Linked DNA regions of Oryctolagus cuniculus: region 2 is linked to region 1. The links are chromatin contacts, called in public Micro-C maps. All regions are on one chromosome and are shown on one strand. The core of a region is the stretch at or near the end of the contact, and the rest is flanking DNA. Distances in the headings are between cores, read along the strand shown. Region 1 holds the start of WNK1 (WNK lysine deficient protein kinase 1). Region 2 holds the start of FBXL14 (F-box and leucine rich repeat protein 14).

The links. A called contact is a pair of places that touch in the nucleus more often than the background predicts.
Region 2: a Micro-C map of ear pinna shows a contact between it and region 1, with 9 times the contacts expected there. The contact joins the promoter of FBXL14 here to the promoter of WNK1 in region 1. A contact is called at or near these places in 2 of 6 Hi-C or Micro-C datasets (ear pinna and an unstated tissue).

The regions. Positions count from the first base shown.
Region 1 is chr9:98,555,927-98,560,709 of mOryCun1.1, reverse strand. It overlaps WNK1 (WNK lysine deficient protein kinase 1), which reads right to left and starts at 2,402. Exons shown (of 28, transcript XM_008259848.4): 1 at 612-2,402. The coding sequence starts at 1,376.
Region 2 is chr9:99,426,230-99,431,017 of mOryCun1.1, reverse strand. FBXL14 (F-box and leucine rich repeat protein 14) reads left to right here and starts at 1,697. Exons shown (of 1, transcript XM_008259812.4): 1 at 1,697-4,788. The coding sequence starts at 2,521. The coding sequence ends at 3,723. All of the region lies in intron 1 of WNT5B (Wnt family member 5B), which reads right to left.

The DNA of each region.
Region 1 (4,783 bases), core at 1,153-3,652:
TCCTAATCAATGCTAGCCACCATAAGGCATCATTAGGCGGACCAGCATCGCACACTCTTTCACTGCACTAGTCCCAAGGCATTTATCCAAAACGGACAGAAAAGGCTTTTTCACAACTGCTTTACACTAAATGTCTGTGCAACCACCAAGCACGACATGTCCAAAGGAACAGTTGGTTCTTAAAGAGAACGGCCTGACTCAGGGACGGAACACGGCTGCTAACACAGGGGCAGCTCAGCACCGCAGCCTCTCCTGAGACCGAAATGCACCAGAGCAAGACACGACTCTGTACTTTCCTAACTCAAAAACTTCCCCCACCATCTCCAAGCTTCCTGCCCGACACGAGGCCATTAACCAGGAGACAATTTGTTTACACTACGGATACCTCCCCCACCCCCTGCCCAGGAGCAAATCCCTCTGGCTACCAATCATTCTGACCCAGTGCCGACGCTGAGGTAAATGCACTCTCCTAACGTAAACTGCTTTCAAAGTTGGCCTCCCCCTCCCACTCGGAGAGTGACACCAAAGGGGGTGAACTCGGTAAACTGTCTTAACCGAGGCAAACTGGGGCTGCACACGACCGTAAGCTGAAGCAGGAGGTGGGGCTTTACCTGCAGTTCACACCAGGCGACCTCCACGGTGGTTTCAGTGTCCAGCCCTTTGTAGACCGTCTTAAAGGATCCTCTGCCGATTTCGATGTCAAACTTGAGAAAGCGGCCATCGTTGGACATGCCCACGGCCTTGGTCTCCAGCTCTTCGATGTCATCCTGTTGCTGGCTCCGTTCCTCCGGGGCCTCTTTGGCGCTGCCGCCGCCACTGCCACTTCCACTTCTCGCCGGCGGTGGCTCCTCTTTGCTCCCCGCAAGGCTGGGCTGGGAAACTGGCCGGTCTTTGCTGGCACTGCTGGGGGCAGTCGAGGCGGCGGGGCCAGCGACGGCTTGTTCCCCAGGGGCAGCGGCGGCTGGAGGCTGCTGGGCCACCTGGGAGGCGGTGGTGGCGGTCAAGGTCTCCTCCCGGGGCGGCTCGGGTGGCGCGCTCTGCGGAACAACCGCGGGGACGCTGGGCTGGGGGAGCGGCAGAGGGAGGCCGGGCAGCTCCAACGCAGTGGCGTTGGAGTCGCAGATGACGCTCCGGCGGAAGAAGCGGTGTTCAGTGGTGGTGGTGGTCGCGGCCGCGCCGCGACTGTCCTTGTCCATAGTGTGGCGGCGGCGCCGGTACTCCTCGGTCCTGCCAGCTGCAGCGTCGGTCGCCGCGGCGCCCAGCTTCTCCCCCACGGAGGAATCGGAGCTGGAGCCATTCTTGGGGGCAGGCGCCGGCGGCGAGAGGAACAGGGAGCTCGGGGTGCTGCTCTGCTTCTCTGCGGCGCCGCCAGACATGGTGGGTCCGCGGGCGCGAGCTCGGATTTGTGAATGAAAAGAGGGTGAAGGGCCGCCCCGCGGGAGCCGCGAAGGTCCGCAGGGCACCGCTCTCTCGGGGCGGGTTCGCAGCGGCCCGGACGACTCTCAGTCAGCAACGACCGGACGCCACGAAGGCGAGGCGGGACACGGGGCCCGGTTTCGGCGGCTGCTGCTGCGGCTCACGAGGCGGGCTCGTCGGTGGGCGATTCGGCAGCGGAGCCACGGGGGTTAGCGCTGCACGGTCCGCATCCATCCTGCGGCGAGCGGCGGCCGGGAAGGCTGTGGCAGCAGAGGCGCCGCAGTCATGAGGGGCAGGGCACCGGGCCGGCAGCGAGTCGAAGCGGATGCGGCGGATGCGGCGGCGGCGGCTCAGCTCCCACCGTCGCCGCTCGCCGAGCAGGGCGGGCTAGGCCCTGAGGGCGGCGGCACGGCGCGGAAGGGACGAGCTCCGACGCCCAGGCGGTGGCAGCCTCAGGGCAGGAGTGGGAGGGGCCGAGGACGGCGAGGGAGGGCCGCCGCCCCGGGGCTCCCGGTCACTCCGGCGGTCGCCTCCTTTCACACGCGCCCCCAGTCAGGGGACCGGTCTCACAGGGCGCCCATCGCCCGAATGGGAAGGGCCAAAGCCGCGAAGCCTCGGAGCCTGAGGAGCGGGCCCCCCCTTCCCCAAGGCCTCCCTGCCCGCCCCGGGCCTGGCAAACCCCCGTCTCCTTCCCGGGCCGGGGCCGGGGGCTGAGGAGGGAGGGAACGGTGGGGAGGGGAGGGCCGCTCACCGCGGGCCCGGGCTCCGCTGCTTCTCTGGGCCGAGAGGAGAGGAGACCGAGAGGACTGGGTGAAGGGGGATGGGGAGAGAAGAGAGCAGTCACCCCACCAGGCGCCTTCTGTCACCGAAGACGGGGGTGCGGGGTGGCCGACGGAGAAGAGCCGCGTCCGCCGGGGAAACTCTCCGCGCTAAATGGCGCCGGGAGTCTGAAGCCTCCACACAGCCCGCTCCGACCCCGCCCCCCGCCGCCCGGGGCAGCCCCACCCCCACCGCGCGCGGGGGGCTCTCGCGCAGGCGCGCCAGGACCGAGGCGTCCTAGGACTTGTAGTTTGCGAATTGTAGGGCTTAACGGGGCGGAGTGAAGTGGAGCCTACGACTTCCGTGATGCCCTGCGGCCGCTTTAGCCCAATGCCTCTTGGGAGTTGTAGTTTTCTTCGGAAACCGCCCCTTCTGGAAGGCCGATGGGAGCGTCATCGTGGGTCGCTCAAACCCCATCCCGAAGTCAGCGCTAGCTAGGAAAATTATTATTTAGAGATTTATTGTGGAAAAGGGCAAGGAAGAAAAAAAAGAAAGAAAAAGAAAGAGGGAGGGAGAATGAGAGGAGAGACTCCCATCATGCTCTGCTAAGGCAAGAGGGCTCTTAGGGTTGCCATGCAATGAAAAATGATCTTTAATGGAGAGAGCCGCTGCAGTGTTGAGTGACTGTGGGGGCGTTGGGGTGGAGGGGAAGTGCAAAGCAAGATAACCCGAGCTCGAGTCCAGAGTGTTGGAGGAGCCAACGACTCCTAACGTAGGATTAAAGAAACTTTGTAAAGATGGTACAGGAGGTTAATATCGATTACGTGACTGGAGAAGGAGACAGGGAGATTTATCTTGCATCCTCTTTCCCTCCATGACAATTAAGGCCACATTTCTCGGCGCTACCAGTCCCAAGCCCGTTCGCAAAAATGAACTACTGTACTGAAATCCAGGATCATCATGAACTCTCTTCACGTTGCCAGAAAACCAGTGAAAGGGGCGTGGGGCTGGAGTGGGAAGGAGGATGATTCGGGCAAAGATAAAATCCGCACATCGTTGCGTGTTTGACCACAAACTTGAGGTCTGAGTTGACTTCTGCCTTTGTAGTTGACTGAAACGTGTTTTCAGTCTGGCTCTGTTAAAACATCGCCATCCTCTTCCTCTAGACCCGCGTGTATGCGCGCGTGTGATTCACACAAAGGCTCTGCACCCAGGAAGCCCGGGGCCACACAGAAGTTGCCAGTAATGGAACGCTTTTCTTGAAAGCATCCTTGTGCTCCCTGGACCCCTCTGCTCTCTGCGACTGCCCAGGATGGTACAGGTGGTGAGCACCAGGGGGCACCAGACAGAGCAGGAAGCCCGCCTCGGGAGCCAGATGGCAGTTGAAAGTCTTCGCCCGACGGGTAAGAGCGGGAAGCGCTCAAACGTGCGCAACCGCAACCGAGCGTCCCGGCGCGGCTGGCCTCCCCGGCGCCCGCTGCGGGACGGGCCCAGAAGCGCGCGCCGCCGCCGGGGAGCCCCCCGAGAGCGCGGCTCGGAGGCGCCCTGGCGGAAGGCGCTTCGGCGCCGCGCGTTGGTGAGCGCTGCGCTGGGGGAAGTCTTGTCCCTGCCTGTCGTGTGCCTTGGTCTGGCAGCAAGATAGCTAACGCTGTTTTTCTTATTTTGCTTCTCCAAAGAAACTGCACTTTCTGCTTTACGAAGACGTTTGTTTCAAGCCAGTCCTTGTTAGGTTTCTTGAAGCTGGCGGGTTATGAACATTTTAGAAAACAAATTCAGTAGAGGCAACTAGAGGGCTGCAACAACAGTGTTCCGTTGTTTGAGAACTCGTGCCTTTCATTCCTCAGCTGAGGTAATGGTTGCATTTCACTATGGTGAATGTAATTAATGGTTTATCTCCCGTTCTGAGCTTAGTGTGAACAAGGGACAAAGGGACTGTCAAGTACATTTTTATTGGACTTCTTGAGGGTGCTTAGAACTTGCTTTCCTACCAGAAAATTGTCTGCTTTTAAACTAAAGGCAACTAGTAATAAACTAGTGAATTAAAAAGAGTGCAGTCAATCGCCATATTCACTTTTTGGCTGCATAAAAATTTGTGGATATTTCTGTTTGGATAAGTTATTAAAGGATTTCACTGTTGCACTCCAACTTAGGCTTGAACACAGGTGCCTTGACAATCACCACACCCTATGGACATGCCTTTTCAACCACGAACAACTAAATTCATTGTAAATAATTAAATTAAGTGTTGACTTAAAACCGCACTTGTCCATGTGACAGCTTTTCCTACTTGTGTAATGTTAGCTTCAGTATGAAAACATACAATTTTAAGATGAGTATAATCATATTGTATACGACGGTTAGACTTAAAGGTTTTACTGTTTAGTGAGTATTTTACTACAAACAATTTACCCAGTTCTCTTTTTATTGCTAACCAACCTCCCAGTAACATGATATCTTCCCTTACCCAGTCTGTAATCTCTAATAGCTACTCTTCCTCTCTGTCATTTTAATTGTCAGGTAAACGATCAACCCCTCTATAAATCCACATAAAATATCAAGTGGCTGTGAGGAAAGTTAACAGGCAACCAGGATTCAGTGCATGCACTAA
Region 2 (4,788 bases), core at 448-2,947, 870 kb before region 1:
CACAGACAGAAGGAAAGGCAGAGAGAGGAGAGGGAGAAAGAGAGAGAGAGAGAGAGAGTGAGAGAGAGGTCTTCCACCTGCTGGTTCACACTCCAATTGGCCGTAATGGCCAGAGCTGCACTGATCTGAAGCCAGGAGCTTCTTCTGGGTCTCCCATTCAGGTACAGGGGCCTATGGACTTGGACCATCCTCTACTGCTTTCCCAGGCCACAGCAGAGAGCTGGATCAGAAGTGGCACAGCCGGGACTCGAACTGGCACCCATATGGGATGCTGGCACTGCAAGCGGCAGCTTTACCTGCTACGCCAACAGCACCAGCCCCAGCAATCATTTCAAAATCTTGTTCAGGTCCACAAATAATGACAGGCAGGTGCTTGTCATAGAGGTTAAGTGCTGCTTGGGAAACCTGCAGCCCGTATTAGAGTCCCTGGGTTTGAAACCAAGCTCCACTTTTGATTGCAGCTTCCTGCTAATATGCACCCCTGCCACCAACCTGGGAGACCAAGATTAGGTTCCTGGCTCCTGCCTGGCACTGCCCTGGCTGTTGTGGGCATTTGGGGGTGTGAGCCAGCAGATGGTAGATCTTTCTCTTTCAAATAAATAAAATCAAAATTATTAAAAACTGAATCCACAAACCCATTTTACTTTCCTGATGGATAAATCTGGTTGTCTTTTATCTGGTTGTGTGGCTTCATGAATCAAAATGCAGCCATTACTTTTCTGACTCAAAACCTTTTGGCTTAGGGATAGTGAAAATGAAACTCTGAACTTCTCTGAGTGTGCACGTGGGATGCAGGGGCCGCACTCGGAGCATTGCCCTGGTCTCCCCCCCCCCCCCGAGTTTATAAACTGACAGACAACTATCTAAACCATTCCAGGAGTCATTCTGCTGCTGCTGAAGAGAGCAAATTTGCACCTCTACACTCCAGTGTACTGACATGAATACACGTGGGCCACAGGATGTGTGATCCAGCAGTCGATGAGAAGAAAAAGCCCAAGAAAGGCTTAGAGAGGGCTGCTGCCTTCTACCATCAGAGCAGGCTGAGGGCCCAGCTGTTCCGCAGCGAGGCACGGAAGTGGTCCAAGTTCTGATGTCAAAAGGCCCGACGGAAGCCTGCCTGGCACTGTCTGGAAACAACCATAAGATGCTAGGGGGAAGTTGCCATGAATAATTCTAGAAAATTCTAGAATGGGAACTGAAGTGGGGCCAGTGCTAAACTAAGATGAGTAAAACAGAGTTTCTCCCCCAATTTAAGGGTCGAGACTGGAGCAAAACGAAGCCCCACTGTGGGGAGCTGGGGGAGTGATAACAGTGTTAAGGGTCATCAGGGGCAGCAAAAAGAAGGAAGGAGACTTGGGTGATGATTACCCAGTATTCTATGGGGGCGAGTCTCGCAAGGATGATACAGGAGAAGGGCTGAAGTAAGGGTCAGGAATCCTAGAGATAAGTGAAGGGGGCGTTGGACCGCCAGCAGGAAGAAAAAGAGGAAGAGGGCTGGGGCGTGGCCGGCGAAGCGACGCCTCAGCCTCGGGCTGCGGGCCACGAGGAGGAGGGCGGGGACGCGCTCTGCTGACAGCGGCTTTCCAGCGGCGCCTACAGGGTTAAAAGTCAGGGGCGGCGGGACCGGGAGAACTCGGTTTCCAGGGCAACGGCGCCGACAGTTCCGGCAGCGCAGGCTCGTACCACTGCGCGGCGCGCGCGGGGGAGCCGCAGCGAGGAGGAGACGCGCGAAGGCGCAGTCTGGCGAGCGGCCTGTCCCGGACGCTACCAACCGCGCCGCCCGCCGGCTTGCCCCCGGGTCTGCGCCGGGCCGCGCTCCGGCCGCGGCGGCCGCGGCGTCCTCGGTGCCGGAGCCGGCGGCTGCCAACTGCCTGCGGACGGCGGGGGGCGGGGGCGAGGGGGAAGGGACGTGCGCCCGGTGGCCCGGATTGGCCTCCTGGTCCCCCCGCCTGGGCGGCTGAGTGCGGGCGGCCCGGAGCTGGGAGGTTTGAAAAGCGGGCGAGAGACAAAGGCAGCAGGAAGCCTCCTCGGCGCCCGGAGCCCGTGCGCCCGGCCCCGGGGGCCCCTCGCCGGCCCGCCGGCCCCGCACAGCAGCGGCGCGGCGCGGCGGCGGCGGCGGAGGATGCGGCAGGGGGCGTGGGAGCGGCGGCCGAGCGGCGCGGCCCGAGCGCGGCGTGGTTAGACTCGCGGCGGTGGTGGTGGCGGCGGCGGCGGGGCTCGGGAGTGAGTGCGCGGCGCTTTCCCCGCCCGGGATGTGAGCGCCGAGCAGAGCCCGGGGCGGGGGGAGGGCAGGGAGGCGAGGCCGGCAGGAAGGAAGGAAGGACGGACGGACCAGGAGGAGGAGCGGCGGCGGCGGCCGGAGCCGGAAGGCGGGGAGGGGCCGTCCGTTGGGCCCGAGGCGGCGGCGGCGGCGGCCGGGGCGAACCTCTCGCGTCGGCTCCCCGGGGCAGGAGCAGCAGCAGTAGCGGCGGCGGGGCCCGCGCCTCCTCCCCCCAGCGCCGCGGAGGGGGGAGGAGGAAGATGGAGACCCACATCTCGTGCTTGTTTCCCGAGCTGCTGGCCATGATCTTCGGCTACCTGGACGTCCGGGACAAGGGGCGCGCGGCGCAGGTGTGCACGGCCTGGCGGGACGCCGCCTACCACAAGTCAGTGTGGCGGGGGGTGGAGGCCAAGCTGCACCTGCGCCGGGCCAACCCGTCGCTGTTCCCCAGCCTGCAGGCCCGGGGCATCCGCCGCGTGCAGATCCTGAGCCTCCGCCGCAGCCTCAGCTACGTGATCCAGGGCATGGCCAACATCGAGAGCCTTAACCTGAGCGGCTGCTACAACCTCACTGACAACGGGCTGGGCCACGCGTTCGTGCAGGAGATCGGCTCCCTGCGCGCCCTCAATCTGAGTCTCTGCAAGCAGATCACCGACAGCAGCCTGGGCCGCATAGCCCAGTACCTCAAGGGCCTGGAGGTGCTGGAGCTGGGGGGCTGCAGCAACATCACCAACACCGGCCTTCTGCTCATCGCCTGGGGGCTGCAGCGCCTCAAGACCCTCAACCTGCGCAGCTGCCGCCACCTCTCGGACGTGGGCATCGGGCACTTGGCCGGCATGACGCGCAGCGCGGCCGAGGGCTGCCTGGGCCTGGAGCAGCTCACGCTGCAGGACTGCCAGAAGCTCACGGATCTTTCTCTAAAGCACATCTCTCGCGGACTGACGGGCCTGAGACTCCTCAACCTCAGCTTCTGCGGGGGCATCTCTGACGCCGGCCTTCTGCACCTGTCGCACATGGGCAGCCTGCGCAGCCTCAACCTGCGCTCCTGTGACAACATCAGTGACACGGGCATCATGCATCTGGCCATGGGCAGCCTGCGCCTCTCAGGGCTGGATGTGTCGTTCTGTGACAAGGTAGGGGACCAGAGTCTGGCTTACATAGCCCAGGGGCTGGACGGCCTCAAGTCCCTCTCCCTCTGCTCCTGCCACATCAGTGACGATGGCATCAACCGCATGGTGCGGCAGATGCACGGGCTGCGCACGCTCAACATTGGACAGTGTGTGCGCATCACGGACAAGGGCTTGGAGCTGATAGCTGAGCACCTGAGCCAGCTCACTGGCATAGACCTGTACGGCTGCACCCGAATCACCAAGCGCGGCCTGGAGCGAATCACGCAGCTTCCCTGCCTCAAGGTACTCAACCTGGGACTCTGGCAGATGACGGACAGTGAGAAGGTCAGGTGAGGGCGGCAGCACCGGCTCCCCTGGCCTCCCCCCACCCCAGGCACGTGCATACACAGGTCTTTGCAGTGGATGAGGTGGGGCCCTCCCCACCTGCAGCCCGTTCCGTTCCTTTCGCTTCCAGGACTACCGCCTGGGCCCTCCTCCCCTCTTCCTCATCCCTGCGGGGGAGCGGTGGACTCGGCTGCTTACCCACCCTGCCGCCGCAGGGCCGCAGGACTGACTACTGTATCCCGCCGCGCCTGGGGCTGGGTAGGGAGAAGGGCCAGTCCTTTCGACCCTGGGGAGTTGGGGACAATGTTTGCCTTCACTGAAGCTTTCGTTGGAAAACTGTGATCTGGTTTTTATTTTGAAATGTATAAAGAGCAAACCCAACTACAACAGCCTTTTCACCCTTCGCCCACTCGGTACCCAAACCCCAGTCTCTTCTCATCGCTTCTCTTTCACAGCGCTCTGCTACTCACGCTCCCTGCATGCTCACGTTCCTTTCTTTAAAAATTTTTGGAAGAAATTTGAAATCATGGTCCTTTCTTTCTGCTCAATACATTCTATCCATTATATATATAAATTATATATATATACACACACACGCACGTCTGGCTACCTCGTTTTAGTTTACTTTTTTCTCTGAAGCCCTGGAATTCTACAAGAGCGAGATTCTGAGACTGAAACATTCGTGTGCCTAGACTGGAAAGATGCCCGCTGGGTTTGTACACCTCTTTTTGTTTTGGCTTCTTCCCAACCTCCATCCATCCAGGGTGTACCACTTCCACATTCTGGCCATCATCTTCCCTTTCCTCCTTGTCCACTGGGATATGAGGACCCAACCGTGTTTTTAAATCTTGACTTAATTTATAGCACAAATGTGTGGGAGAAATGAGTCGAACTGCTTTTTTTGTTTGAGATGCAGATTGTGTCTTGCAAATGATGATTATATATGCAAATTCTGCCCTCCCCTCACTCTTCCATGTTTCCCACAAAGAGGTCAAGGGGAGGCTTTCCTGTTGGGAGCCTGCACCCTTCATGTGATGGGGAGGAGACTGGGCACTCCTGTCTTGTCTGTGCTCT